Regions from separate parts of the Mus musculus genome. Here region 1 is linked to region 2. Evidence: chromatin contacts called from public promoter capture Hi-C data. All regions are on one chromosome and are shown on one strand. The core of a region is the stretch at or near the end of the contact, and the rest is flanking DNA. Distances in the headings are between cores, read along the strand shown.

Evidence for each region. Capture Hi-C pulls out chosen DNA fragments and counts their contacts.
Region 1: a promoter capture Hi-C map of liver shows a contact between it and region 2. The contact joins two enhancer-like sites. A contact is called at or near these places in 1 of 39 promoter capture datasets (liver) and 3 of 9 other capture datasets (adipose tissue, liver and pancreatic islet).

The regions. Positions count from the first base shown.
Region 1 is chr7:46,983,346-46,990,177 of GRCm38.p6, forward strand. Gm9999 (predicted gene 9999) reads left to right here. Exons shown (of 5, transcript NR_033461.1): 2 at 237-473; 3 at 936-1,037; 4 at 3,664-3,701; 5 at 4,344-4,458. Among named protein-coding and RNA genes, the nearest start is that of Gm9999, 10 kb to the left of the region's middle. Within about 2 kb of position 2,931, at least 63 of the 459 cell types and tissues checked have an H3K27ac peak or open chromatin away from gene starts, as enhancers often do. A contact at or near this core is called in liver, where this site is marked.
Region 2 is chr7:46,815,344-46,823,128 of GRCm38.p6, forward strand. It overlaps Gtf2h1 (general transcription factor II H, polypeptide 1), which reads left to right. Exons shown (of 15, transcript NM_008186.4): 11 at 1-74; 12 at 1,041-1,131; 13 at 1,554-1,669; 14 at 3,779-3,871; 15 at 7,480-7,785. The coding sequence ends at 7,566. It also overlaps the pseudogene Gm9392. Among named protein-coding and RNA genes, the nearest start is that of Gtf2h1, 23 kb to the left of the region's middle. Within about 2 kb of position 6,313, at least 7 of the 459 cell types and tissues checked have an H3K27ac peak or open chromatin away from gene starts, as enhancers often do. A contact at or near this core is called in liver, where this site is marked.

The DNA of each region.
Region 1 (6,832 bases), core at 1,681-4,180, 160 kb after region 2:
TGCCACACCTTTTCAAATCTGATCTTTAATCAGTAGTATGCCTGGTGACCCCTGGTACAAGTCATGCGGGCTTTCTGAACCTTCATTTCTCACTAGTGAAATGGGGTTATTTATAACAATAGTTCCTACTTTTTGGTAGTGCTGTGCATTAATGTACACAAAGAACTTATGGCCCAAGTACCTATGACATAGTGAATCCAAGTCACATGACCAATGATGTCACAATGCCTCCCTAGACTCCAGCTTCTTCATTAGAGAGTCTCAGATCCTTTGGAACCAAGGAATGGAACTAACATGCGACAGTCTGTCAACTGAAAGTTTCATGAGTTCGCTCCTTTGCCAAGATCTTGGCGAACAGTCCCTTACCGTGTGATTGAGGCTCAGAAATTATTTTTCTTTTGGTGATGATCGTGCTGGGCTGGATGCTTTTTGTTGGCCTTGCGACCTACATGGGCACATTTCCAGAGGCGATGGTAAGTATCAGCCTTGCATCCCTGATCTGGATCTCTCATTCCTAGGTCTGGCTCTGCCTCACATCCCATCTGGGATTTCTGACCAAGTAGGAAAGGGTTTTTACCACTAATTGGAAGTCAGGATGTGACAGAACGAAGCCAGTATATTCTCCTCATCTTTTAGGGCACTCTTCTTTGGAGGGGTTAGTGTCCCCTACTTCTGCTTAGATGTCACTTGTATCCAGGCTTTATGACATTTTTCATTCTGTTTGTTTGTGTGTTTTTGTTTTTTGTTTTTGTTTTGTTTTTACAGCGTTTTACACTGAACACGGTGACTAACTTAAACCAAGTAGATGAGTTTCTATTAGGGACATCGGGCTGGGGGTATAGTTTGAGTAGTCTCTCCCCAATCACCACGCACAGCGACTTTCCTTGGCATCAATGAGTGGGGCATGTCTACCCGTAATTTTCTTTCTGACTCAGCCTCCAACTCTAAAGTGGAAAGAGAGGTTGCCTGGTCAGGAGAACAAGGCACGAAGAAGGATCCAAGCTTTGGAGGAGGAGCTGCTGCTATGAGTGAGTCAGGTCTGTTGGTCTGGGTCCTTTGAGCCACACAATGCTCCAACACCGTGCAGGCTCAGGGGGAAGTTTTACCCTTGTGGGAAACAGGCAAACCATAGAAGGGGGATGGCTGGGGATGCAGGGAAGGGAAGAAGCCTGGGGGCTACTGCTGGGGCAAGCAGACTGAGGATGGGCAGTCTGTCAATAACGGTGCCTCACAGGCACCTTCTGAACAACTCCCATTCTTTCTCAAACCATATTAGTGTATGTTAACCATATAAGCTATTTTATCACGCATGTGTAATAACAATTATATTAAGGGCATCTACATATCCATGTATATGAGACTTTGATCCTGTTACTCCGCCTTTTTACTCTCTCTCATTCTCCTCCCTCATCTCCTTTCTCTTCCTACATAGAGTCTTTGTTCTCTCTCTTTTTTGAGACACAGCCCTGGCAGCCCTGGAACCCACTACATAGATCAGGCTAGCATCAAACTCGACCACAGAGGTCTCTACCTTCCTCTGCCTCCTGAGTGTTAGTGTTACAGTCATGTGCCACCATAGATGGCTCATACTGAAATGACAAAGGCACTGCCATCTTGTCATAACTTTCCTTTGCAGCTGCTTAGATACTTCTTAGCCTTCTACCCACCCAACCAGCAGCTGCATCTGTCTTGGCAACACCTTTGTAACCCTAAACATGGCCTAGACATATTAAAAAAAAAACCCTGATGCTTGTGCAAGCTAAAACATAAAACTAAAATAACTAAGAGGCCATGCAAATCAAAGATAATTGTCATTTGGTATCTGGAAAACAGTGCTGAATTTTGCAAGAAAACATGTTACTAGGCTACTCCAAATCACTGATGTGATCGGCCCCCCTACTGATGCAATTGTGGCGTTTGTCTTTAAAAACACTGGACACCTGAGCTTGGGCACTAAGAGACATTTTGGAGGCACAAGCCCACTCTTGATCTGGTCATTAAAAAAAAGACTCTTAGAGTTTTAAATGGCTGGCATTAGCTTGCATAAGTCACTTCAGGATGAAATGGCCTGTCTGTCTGAAGGTCTGTGAAACAAGAATTAAGATAAACTTGAGATTAAGCCCTAACTTTGCAACTGACTGAGAGAACTTGAGAGGTTTAAAATCTTCCGAAAGTCCATTTCTTCACTGGTACAACTGGAGATATTTTGATCCTTCACTATTTTTGTGAAGGTCACATTTGGGAATCTATGTAAGGTGTTTAGTGCAAAGCTTGAAAACTAGTGAACTACAATTTATTTATTTATTTATTTTATTAAAAGATGTATTTATCTATTATATGTAAGTACACTGTAGCTGTCTTCAGACACACCAGAAGAGGGCATCAGATCTCATTACGGATGGTTGTGAGCCACCATGTGGTTGCTGGGATTTGAACTCAAGACCTTTCGAATAGCAGTCAGTGCTCTTAACTGCTGAGCCATCTCTCCAGCCCCTACAAATTTCACTAAGTGAAAATGAGAACCTGTCAGTGAACTTTGGTGACAGTGGTTGGGCCACCCTCAACATTGCACAATCACCTCATTGGTGTGTGTGTGTGTGTGTGTGTGTGTGTGTGGTTTGAGCCAGACCTCAGTGTTTCTCACACTCCTCCCACGGGGAACAGAGGGCGACACCCTTTCAGCAACCCCTGGTCTGGGCTTCCAGCCATCCAACCATTTCATTCAGATTATTTTATTTTATTTAGAGCAGTGCCATTTATAAATAAAGACTACTCTTCATAGTCTTAACATGCTGAATCAAAAGTAGAAGGATTTGGGGGGAAAGTACCCCAGAAGGCAGGGGATGGTAGCCCCAGCCTCAGGTATAGTAAAAGCAGGAGATGGTAGCTGCTGGTCTTTGGCTCTCCCTCAGCCCCACTGGTTCAAAGGATCACATTGTGCGGGTGTAACGGAAGAAGTGCCATCTGTTTATTGAGTCACTGTTTATTGAGTTATGTGACTCTAAGCCCGTGTGCCAGCCGTGAAAGAGCCCCAGCAGCAGCTCCTATCTTCTTTTTGCTCCTTTCCCAGGGAGGTTTCTAGGAGGTTTAAGGCAGCAAGATGGGGGCTGGGTATCATTTCACAAAATGTAAGACTTTTCTTCCTTGGATAGCTTAACAATAGCTAAACTGCTGTCTGCTTAGTTTGTTAATCCTACATGGCCCCCAGATCAACCCAGGTGGTTCTGATTTGTTATTCACAGCAATCCTTTTCTGTCTTGAATAGTTTAAGCAAATACATAGCTTGTGTAAATGGCTTATTAAGGTTCTAAACAGGAGTGGGGGTAGCTCCTTTTCCAACTTTCTTTCATCCAAACAAACCTAACATCCTGGCCAGCCTTGGCCGCTCTAACCCTTGAGCCCCCCAACTCCCCATGTCATAGGAACTGATGTCACAATTAGTGTCTGAGTCTGGCCTCTCAAAATGGCCATTTTAGTTTAGACTAGACCTCAAAGTTCACCAGTCAGGAAGTGCCATGCTGGGCCACCCACCATCTGGTCTGGAATGAAGCCAGGGATCCCCAGGACTCTGCAGATAGATCCAGGCCTTCCAATAACCAGCCCGCCACCAGCAGCCAAGGCGGCCCAGAATGATCGTTGTCTTATGGATGGTTCTCATTGCAGGAACGATGTGGAAGGGATATAAATATCCCCCAGGAGGGGTAAGTGGACTTCTTTACTGCTGTAAGTGACTTCTTTACTGCTGGTGAGTCCCCAGCATTAACACAGGAAGCATGACAATCTAACCCTTAGTGACTTTAGAAACAGATTCTTTCCAGTTTTTTTTTTTTTTTTTGAGAAAAAGTTCCCAGTAATTTACCTCCTCCTACTGTGGGCTACTCAGAACTGGGAGCTTGCCAGGTTTCTTTCACACACAGCCCAGGATGAACGAGCAATGGAACCAAGGCTGCCTTGGTCCTCCTGCTGACTGCTCCTGACTGCTGAGATTATGTGGTGCTGGGATCCGACCAGGGCCTCCTGCATGGTGGGCACCTACTGTCTGAGACACACCCTCAGCTTCCCATGTGTTTTCTTATATTTATTTAAGAATGGAGGTAGAGAGTATTTGTGACCCAGGGTCAACATTAATGTCTGTAAAGCTGACAGGATGTTTAAAATGTTTAGCTGGCAGCATTATTTTCGAGATCAGCCCACTTCTGCAAACCTACCAGTGGTCCTGGTGGCAGACATCTCTGCACTCTGTCAGATCCCCACAGGGCCGAGCACCTCCTGCTAACAGGATCAGACTGCTCCACACCTAAGCAATGCTAGAGCCTCCTGACATATGCTTTTTTCCCCCCCAGACCCCTCTGGAAGTAAACAAAGATGACCCTGGTGAACCAATGCAGCTGTGAAGATCACCCAACTGCACAGTTCCTGTTGTAGGTTTCGCATAAAGTAATCGCACATTATTTTGTCATATTCTGTGTAGTTACCACACTTTTTAAGAACAAAAGCAACATTCTAATAGAGAATGAGGGCGAGTGGGCAGGTGGGCATGAATGGGAGATGGCCACATTCTGTTTGTTGGAGCCTCTAAGACTGAGACAACTAGTTTAAATTGCCCCTTGTTCTGTAATCTTAATGATTTTTAGGCCCAGTTTCCAAATAATATACTCCAAGTCCAGGGTCCAGAGGTAAAAATTACCCTGTGCAGGGATGAAGAGGGGCAAGGGGATCTGTGTGTGGATGACTCGTTCCAATTTGAGATGCTAAAGTGAGCTTTTAATCTTCACCTGAACCCATTAAAGCTGGGTGTTGGCCTCATTTTACCAAGTGACCAAAGAAGCGAAGAGGCTCAGGCGTCTTGCTTGCCAACACAGGAGATTCAGACACAGGATTTCACCAGGAACACCACCCATGCCTTATGTGCTAACTAACGCAATGGTCAAACAGCACTTGCTGCCTAATTACCTCCCTCCCCTGGAAAAACAAGACAAAACAAAGAAGTTGCCCAAAACTCCTTTTTTTTTTTTTTTTAATTTAAGATTTATTTATTTATTTATTATATGTAAGTACACTGTAGCTGTCTTCAGACACTCCAGAAGAGGGAGTCAGATCTCGTTACCGATGGTTGTGAGCCACCATGTGGTTGCTGGGATTTGAACCCTGGACCTTCGGAAGAGCAGTTGGGTGCTCTTACCCACCGAGCCATCTCACCAGCCCCCCAAAACTCCTTTTAAAACATTTACTTTTATTATTATTTATTTTTGATATTTAGAGACAGGGTTTCTCTTACTGTCCTGGAATTCTATAGAACAGGCTGACCGTGAATTCAGAGCTCCACCTGCCTCTGTCTTACAAGCACTGGGATTAAAGACATGCCCTGTGCATTGAAGGACAGCTATACACAGGTCTCTGGTTCCCCTGGAGTTTAAAGTGATTGTGAGCTGCCAAACGTGGGTACAGCAGGTCCTCTGTGCAAGAGCTCTTGGGTAGGTCCTGCTCTTAATCTGAGCCATCTCTAGACCTCTGATGATCCTTTAAAAGAGAAGATATATAGAAGCAAACCCTAACCAGCTCTCAATATGATCCAGTGAATTTAAGTTCAGGGCTGGGAGCCTAATTTTGAGATCTAAGCAGCTAATCAGGAGTCTGAGCCCTAAGATCTTTCTCTAAAACTGAGACGAGTGTGATGGAGGTGGGGGGAGGTAAGATAAATATCTGGTCCCACTGTTTAAGAGAACAGATCTGCCCCAGCAAAGTAGCCCTGTAGTTTACACAGAAAAACTCTGTTCTTTGGACTTCTTACCATTTAAGAGGTCTGCACTCAGAGTGTGTTTATGTGCTCACCTGTGTGGAGACCAAAAGTCAGTGCCTGGTGTTCTCATTCTCTACCTTGATTAGACTGGGCAGCCAGGGAGCCTTGGGAACCCATCTCTGCACTGTCAAAGTGTTGGATTTACAGATGGCTGACATCATACCTCCCTTTTATGTGCTGCAACTCTGAACTCAGAGACTCCTTTTTTCGGCAGGCACTTTATACATCAATTCATCCTCTGGCCCCAAGATTACCCTGCCAATGGAAAGGAGAATGAATAGAAAATCCACACATGTAATTCGTAGTGATTTGGGAGTGTAGCTTCCATTTCTCATATGACCTAGACTCAGCACACTGTAGCTATCTACATTCCCTGCATGCATGGGTGTGGCTGCTAATCTCCTGACATTGCTAAGGACTCATCTAGTCTTGTTGTCATCACCCACCATGTCAGTCCACGTGCGTCTCTGTGCTTGTACTGAGGCCAGAATGCACTGGGTGTCCTCTATCACTGCCTTGCTTTCCAGGTAAGCTGTCTTCAGAAGCTGGGGGCTTTTTTCCCCAGGCTTGGCTAGAAGCCAGCAAGCCCCAGTTCCTGTCCTGCCATCCTTGGAGCTGGGCTTACACGTGGGTGTATGGTGCTCATCTGGTTGTGTGTGTGCTGAAGGTTGTCCAGGGAGCATGCTCTAACCACTGAGCCATTTCTCCAGCTCCTCAAGCTTGTTAGAGAGAATCTGAACTGATAATTCTGACAAGAAGAATTAAATATCAGCTCTGCTGTTTCTTTTCCATTTGAATAAACCTTCAAAACCCCAAGTCACGAAGCTAGATTCCATGGCTCTAACTACGTCCAGGTTTGTTTTGTTTTGAGATTTTATGTTTTGAGTGTTCTGCCTGCATGGTACTGGTGATTAGAAGTGGGTGTCAGAGCCCTAGGGACTGGCATTGAGCCACCGTATGGATGATGAGAATTGAATTCGAGTCCTTTACAAGGATAACAAGAGTACTCTTAACGGCTGAGGTGTCTTGGTG
Region 2 (7,785 bases), core at 5,063-7,562:
CAAGTCAGGACATTATTAACTCTTTTCAAAGTATTAGACAAGAAATGGAAGCTTACACACCCAAGTTAACTCAGGTAAGTGACTTCTACTGTTTTACGGCCAGAGTTCTTGTAGCCACTACCTCAGGTTGTAAGCATAGCCAGTTGAACTGTATGGCTGAATATTTGTTGTGGGGGTTTTTTTTGTTTGTTTATTTGTTTGGTTTTTGTTTTTTTTGGTTTTGGGGGTTTTTTTGTTTTGTTTTGGTTTGGTTTTTTGAGACAGGGTTTCTCTGTGTAGTCCTGGCTGTCCTGGAACTCACTTTGTAGACCAGGCTGGCGAACTTAGAAATCTGCCTGCCTTTGTCTCCCAAGCACTGGTGTTAAAGGCGTGCACCACCACTGCCTGGCTCATTTGTTGCTTTTTATACTGGGTTTTGTGGGGCCATTTTTGGGAAAATGTATAGTGTACTAGGAGCTGTATGTAAGTAGTTGCGTCTATAAAACTCAGACCCATAGATTAGGAAACTGAGAGCCAGAGCAGTTGCAGAACTGCAAGCGTATAGGACAGCTTGGCTCTGTCTACCATGTGGGTCCCAGGGATTGGATTCAGGTTGTCAAGCTTGGCAGCAGCGTCTTTACAAACAGAAGTATCTTACTTACTTACTTACATTACTGTTTAGTAATGTCAGACCATAGTTAACTAAAGCCTCAGAAGTCAGAATCGTAGCAGGCAGAGAGGTTAGGTGGTTCAGAAACTAGCACTTTATGCTGTTCTTGTTTCAAAAGACTCACACTTGGCTCCCAGAACCCACAGTGGGTTTCACAGCCACTTGTAACTCAGCTCCAGGGAACCTGAATTTTTTGCTTGTTTGTTTTTAAGGTTCTGTTATGGGGTCTGCTATATTCCTGGCAGATGGGTTTTCTACACAGACTATTTCTAGCCTCAAGAAATGTCGTTCATTCTGGTTGCTGTGCATAGTGTATTTGCATGGGAGTAGAACAACTGTTGAGGCAGATGCTGAAAGGGAGGTCAGTCAGTTCTTGACTCCTTTCTTGCAGGTTCTCTCAAGCAGTGCTGCTAGTAGCACCATCACAGCCCTGTCACCTGGAGGAGCTCTTATGCAGGGAGGGACACAGCAAGCCGTAAACCGTACGTGGTGGGCCACCTTCTTTCCCTTTTCCTCTTTGCTTCAGTTAGTGCTAAAGAAATGCTAAGGCTGTGCTGGCTTGTCTTTTGAATTGTTACATTTCTTTATTGGGGGTGAGGAAATTGTCAGAGTGCCATGGCACATGTGGAGGTGGTGGCATATGACTCAGGAAGAGTCAGTTCTCTCCTCTCTGTAAGTTCCTGGGTTCAGGTTGCCAGGCTTGGCAGTAAGCGTCTGTATCCATGAGACACCTCCCAGTACTGTATTACTTTTTCCTTAACGGGTTGGGATATTTTGGTGAAAGTTTGACCTCCTTCAAGTTGTGCATACACTGCTCTGCTGAACTTTACATTCAGCACCTGGAGTGGTCATTTTTAGGACTGGGAGTAGCTGTTGCCTTACGGCTCTCTTCTTCTTTTTGCAGAGATGGTGCCAAACGATATTCAGTCTGAATTGAAACACTTGTATGTGGCTGTTGGGGAACTTCTGCGGCATTTTTGGTCTTGCTTTCCTGTTAATACACCATTCCTAGAAGAAAAGGTTAGAACTGATTGTAATTACAACCAGCTGCTGTGGTAGTGGCCGAGAGGTGAACATGCATTACCTTGGGCCAGCTTAGGATGACTGTTAGGCATCCATACATCACGTAAGCCTCCCTGTGTCTTTATGGAGAAGGTATTAGTCATAATTCCCATTTCGTAGATTAGGAAATTGAGACATGGCAATTGTCTAACTCTGAGCATACAGTTTAGCCACTCTACGTCTAGACCATAAACAATTGGAAAACAGACTCAGCTTGCTGTTTATTTGATACATTTTTTATTGATTAAAATCACAAATAAAAATAAAAAATAGGGGGCTGGAGAGATGGCTCAGCGGTTAAGAGCACCGACTGCTCTTCCAAAGGTCCTGAGTTCAAAAATCCCAGCAACCACATGGTGGCTCACAACCATTTGTAGTGGGATCTGATGCCCTCTTCTGGAGTGTCTGAAGACAGCTACAGTGTACTTACATATAATAAATAAATAAATTTTTAAAAATAAATAAATAAAAAATAAAAACCAACAAATAAAGACTGACATCAAACAGCACTAGATTTTTTTTCTTCTTTTTGTAGTCCTAGGGTTAACCCCAGAGATACCACACAAGTCTTTTACCACTAAATTTCGTCCCAAGCTCTAGCATGAAATGTCTGAAGTTTAAAACTCCTGTTGCCTATTAAAGAGCAGTTAACAAAAATATTTATAGCATCAGTAGCAATACTAGCTTCCTTGTATACATTGCTCCTTGAGCAAATATTAAGGAAAAGACGGGGCAGGTGGTGAAGCTGGCGGCAGAGCATGTGTTTAGTATGCTCGAAGTCCAGGACTCACTCAGCAGCAGAAGAGGGAGAACAGAGTAAAAACAGTAGTCAGGGGACCTAACAAGCAGCACTCTAGAGAATACAAGAAACAAGCAGGCTGGAGTCAAAATCAAACAGAGGAGATAAAACCTTGAGTTCAAGATGTAAACATCAGCTGGGAATGGTGACGCAAGCCTTTAACTCCAGAACTCTGAATTTGAAGATAACCTGGTTGACATAGGAAGTTCAAGGCATCCAGGGTTATATGTAGTGAGACCCTATCCTAAATAAATATATATAGCAAACTCATTTCAAATTTTGTTTTAAAGTGCCAGGTAATAGGGCCAAATACCTTTAATCCCACCACTTGGGAGACAGAGTTAGGTGGATCTCAATGAGTTCGAGGCCAGCCTGGTCTCCAGGGCAAGTATCAGGACAGCCAGAGCTACACAGAGAAAACTTGTCTTGAAAAAAACAATTGCCTTAAAGTTGGACCTGAAAAGATGGCTCAGCAGTTGAGAGCAGTTATTCTTGCAGAGCATCTGAGTTTGGTTCCCAGCACTCATATGGTGGCTTGTAATCACTTATAACTCTAGTTCCAACAGAGGACAAAAGGCACACATAGCATACCCGCAGGCAAAACACTTACATGTGTAAAAAAAATACATTTTCACGAAGTAAATAATAAAAACTTACATTAAGGAAATTAAAGTATGTATAAATGTTTAGCTAGAGAAATTGTTCCTATGCTATCATGTAAGATTAAATCAGTAGAAAAAAGTGAGTTTGAGGCCAGCCTGGTTTACAGAGTGTTCCAGGACAGCCAGGGCTACACAGAGAAACCCTGGGGAGGGGGGGGCCGTGGGGGGGACAGAAAAGGCTCAAATACCCAAGAGAACTGGCTGAGAAAGCATGGTTTAGACACAAAAGTCAAACATTGTGTGGCCATTTAAAATGGTGACTGAGACAAGTACTTACTGAGTAAAAGATGTTCACATGAAGAGAAGTTTTAAAACAGTGTGAACCGCCTCTGCGTGTGTTTATGCTCACGTAATTACGACAGGGATTGAGACAATTATCTACTGAATAAAAGATGTTCATGTTAAAGTGGTATGAACGGATTCCTTGCAAAGGTTTATGTTCACATGACTAAATATGTGGGACATAAATTATAAGCATAAAGATGAGTGATAGTAGTGAAATACACACATTTTAACAGAAGTCACCTCTTAGAAGACAGTCTTTCTCTCAGTTCCTGCAGGTTCTTTACAATTTCTCTGTAATTCATTGTTTCTCATCTTTTTTAGGTAGTGAAAATGAAGAGTAATTTGGAACGGTTCCAAGTTACAAAGCTCTGCCCATTCCAAGAAAAGATTCGGAGGCAGTATTTAAGCACAAATGTAAGCCCCAGTTGTCTGCCTCTTTCTGAATGATGAAATTAACTTTGTTCTCATATATGCGAGTACATTGTTCTTTTCTTTGCTCAGGATGCTATTTTTCATTTTAAAACCTTCACTGCATTCAAAAGAGTATATAAAGTATGTGTACTTAAGCTAATCTGTAGCTGGCCTTTGCTGCTTTGTGAGTTCTTATTTTTCCCACCCTTTTATCTCCCCTTTCTCCCCAATTTTACTCCCTATCACTAGATGGGAGAGAGAGAGATAGAGGTCTCTGAATCTAGTGTCTTTTTTTCTTGAGCATGACTACTAACAAACCACAGCCAACCCCTACCCCACCTCTCAGGCCTTCCCAAACATTTATATACCATATGAAAAGTTGCCAGAATTCCAACATCACAGTCTTGGAAACTATATCTGCAGTTGGTGAAACCGTGCCTCCGTTAGAGCATGAGGCAAATCAGTTAGCTAAGGCAGAGCAGCCAGGTTTTGCACTTAAAACAAAAAGATATTCCTATAATATTTCTGGGGTTTTTTTGTTTGTTTGGTTGGTTGGTTGGTTTGGGTGTTGTTGTTGTTGTTGTTGTTTGTTTGTTTTTTTTATTTTTTTAGAAACCAAAATTCCAGAATTCTCACTACACTAGCCCCAGTTACATAATGAGATCTGTTCCAAAAAAAGTACTTGCCAGTTAGTGAAAATATTCTCAGTGCCCTATCAGCTGCACAGCAGTGCCTCCTTCCAGCCTTTATGAGAATCATTCTACTGCTTCTCTTTGTGTTCTATTTTATGTAGTGTGTTAAAGCAGGATGGAGGTGTGTATTTGCTACACTCAGAAGAAACGTGTAGGAGTCAGTTCTCTCTCCAGACCAAGTAGGATGTAGGGTCAAGCTCAGACTGTTAGGCTTGGCTCCAGTGCCAGCTCTTCTGGCCTTCTGGTTTTTCTTTTTTCTTTTTTAAATTTAATCATCCATAAAAGCTGTGATTTAATCTGACAGTAAAACACAAAAAACAATATTAGAGTTGGTTTAGTATATTATATATTCTAGCTTTGAAAGCCATAGAAATCAGTTATCCCAGTTTTTCCCTATTAAAGACCCATTTTTCCAAAGCATCATGCACAATTTTAATTAGAATATAATGACAGATGATATTTTCATAATTTTAAATATAAAATGAAGTCAATGACTCAAAAAAGTTATCTGCTGCAATGAGTTTGAGAGGAGATTTCATAATCTATATCATTACAGATATAAAGTATGATGGTTCAATTTTTTAGTGCTTGACAGGGAGGAGTCATGATAAAAACGTCAATATGAAATCATTTGATTATAGTAGTACATTTAACATTTGAAATGCATCCATGCTCTTCTGTATAATTGTATTAGAGTCAAGTATCTTATTTCACATCTGTTATAACTGCTATTGCAAAGGAGAAATACTATGTCTTCTTTCCAAGAGATATACACAGAGCAACTTTGTCTCCAGGGAACTTGTGCAAACCAATATAAGATCTAAATTCTTCACATAATATATAAAACAGGAGAAGCCTCTTCAGATTTCGTTTTTGAAGTCTGGAATGCTGGCACTTTCCAATTAGGCAACAGTTCTTCATTTCTGTAATCTGGCTCAGAGCTGCTGCTGACTTCAGGTCTAGAGCAGCAAACATGATTTCTTTTTAGGCTTCTTCTTTTCCACTGGTGTTTTTCTATTTATCTGTCTGACCAGGTCATAAAATATCTCATTAACGTTGATCTTTGACTTTGCAGAAGACTCTAAAAAGGCACAGTTACACCACTGTCTTGCTAAATTCTGGCCTTGTTCTTTGCCAACTACCCGCTCATCTTCCAAGTCACATTTATTGCCAACCAAAATCATTGGAACATCTTCTGTGTCTTTAACCCGTAAAATCTGTTCTCTCAAGTCTTGTAAATCATTAAACGTAGACTGAGCTGTAATTGAATAAACTAGTGCAAACCCTTGGCCATTTTTCATATACAAATCCCTCATTGCTGTAAATTGCTCAGTTCCTACAGTGTCCAGGATCTCCAGCATGCACTGTTGGCAATCTACCTCGACTTGTTTTCTGTAGGAATCTTCTATTGTTGGGTCATATTTTTCAACAAAAATTCCCTGAACAAACTGAACTGTCAGAGCAGACTTCCCCACGCCTCCTGAACCAAGGACTACTAGCTTGTACTCACGCATGATGCGCTCTGTTTAAATATTGACAATCCCGCGGCCCGGCGCCTCCTCCACCTCCTCCTCCTCCCTCCTCTCGGCCGCGGCTCCCTGGTTTTTCTTTTTCTTTTTTTCTGGTTTTTCTTGATAGATTTATTAAGTATATAGTCCTAAAAAAATCTGTTACTACAAACCTGGCAGTGATAGGCAGGTAAAATGTTAATGATAGGAAGCAGGGCTGTCCTTGGATGGGGCTCTACAGCAATAAGGCCAGTGGTGGAGCAGGGTTGGTTTGCACAAGGTCTTTAGTACTGTTTCCAAGCAGAGCTAGAACAAATGTTGAAGAGGTTTGTTTCTTCGAGAGAAACTGACTTTCTGAGAAATAGTATATGCAAACATAACATCTAGCTATGACTAGGATGATCAGAAATGGGGTTTAGCAAAATCTTGATGACTTATGATTTTCCCCAGTGAGCACTGAGTGTCTCTTACAGCAGGCCAAGAACACTAAGCAGGTTCTCTGCCTTTTGTGCCGCCTCGGTTGATTGTGTTTACAGCACTGTGTTGAGGATTCACAGGCTATGTGTAGCCATATGGAAGCATATGAAATACATCTCACTGGTACTGTAAAGCCATCGCTACCGGTCAAGCAGAAAGGAATTGCTACATTTTCCAGACAAAGCTAGTGCCACACCCTCCTCCGGGAAAAGGGGATTAGAACTGGGGATTGCTGAAGATTGAATGTGCACTTTACACAGAAGTGCTCTGCTTCTGTCCTGCATATGCAGCTGGGGTAGGGGCATACTTAAATCTCTCTCCTAGAGCAAAATCAGTGACTTAGAGCACCCCAAGTCCACCCCCTCCCTCCCAGAATGATAAACTTGAAAGACTTTACTGTAACCACGTAAACATACTCCAAGGCTTTCTGACCTCAAGGGTTAGTGTGCTCCTCTTACTTGACTTTGTCAGACCCCCGAAGGCAGAACTCTCCAAAGTTCAGCGTTGAGTCGGGTTTGACAGTGAGTGCCAATGGTCCTGGCACTCAGGCAGGGGCAGGGAGGCTGCTATAAGTTCAAAGCCAGACTGAGGGTCTTCGCAGAGAAAAAGTGTTGCTGTTGCTGTCCTGACTTTCAATAGCTGACCAGTGTATAAATCAAGAAATCAACCTGGTTTGGCTCTCATTGCACAAAAGCAGTTCTGGTGCTGGTGCTAGTTAATGGCCAGGCCTAGTATCATAACCCAGATAGAGCGGGTGACTGTCCAGATCCTGCACTGCCCCTACCACCTATCTTGCACATGCACAGTGTGTGGTCACACCTTTGCTTGAGGGTTTATACACACACGCCTTGCTGACTGAGTGATGTGCTGGAAAGTGTGTGCCAGGCTGAGCTGTGAAGCAGTGGCTTCCCTGACTACTCACTGTCTCTTGCAGCTGGTAAGTCACATAGAAGAGATGCTGCAGACAGCCTACAACAAGCTCCACGCGTGGCAATCCCGGCGCCTGATGAAGAAGACGTGAAGCGTTTATGGTGCTCACAGGTTTTGTGGGTTGAAAAAAAACTTACCTGCAGTCACTCTGGAAACCTGGCTGAAGACAAGCAGATGCTCACACCGGGGGAAACATCTGCAGCACGCCCGCCGACTCCCAGAGCTGATGCTGTTGTACTTGCACATGAAAACTGAAACAGAAGGAAGGGACGGGATTCACCTAACTCTGGGGAGGGAAACCAAGGCAGAA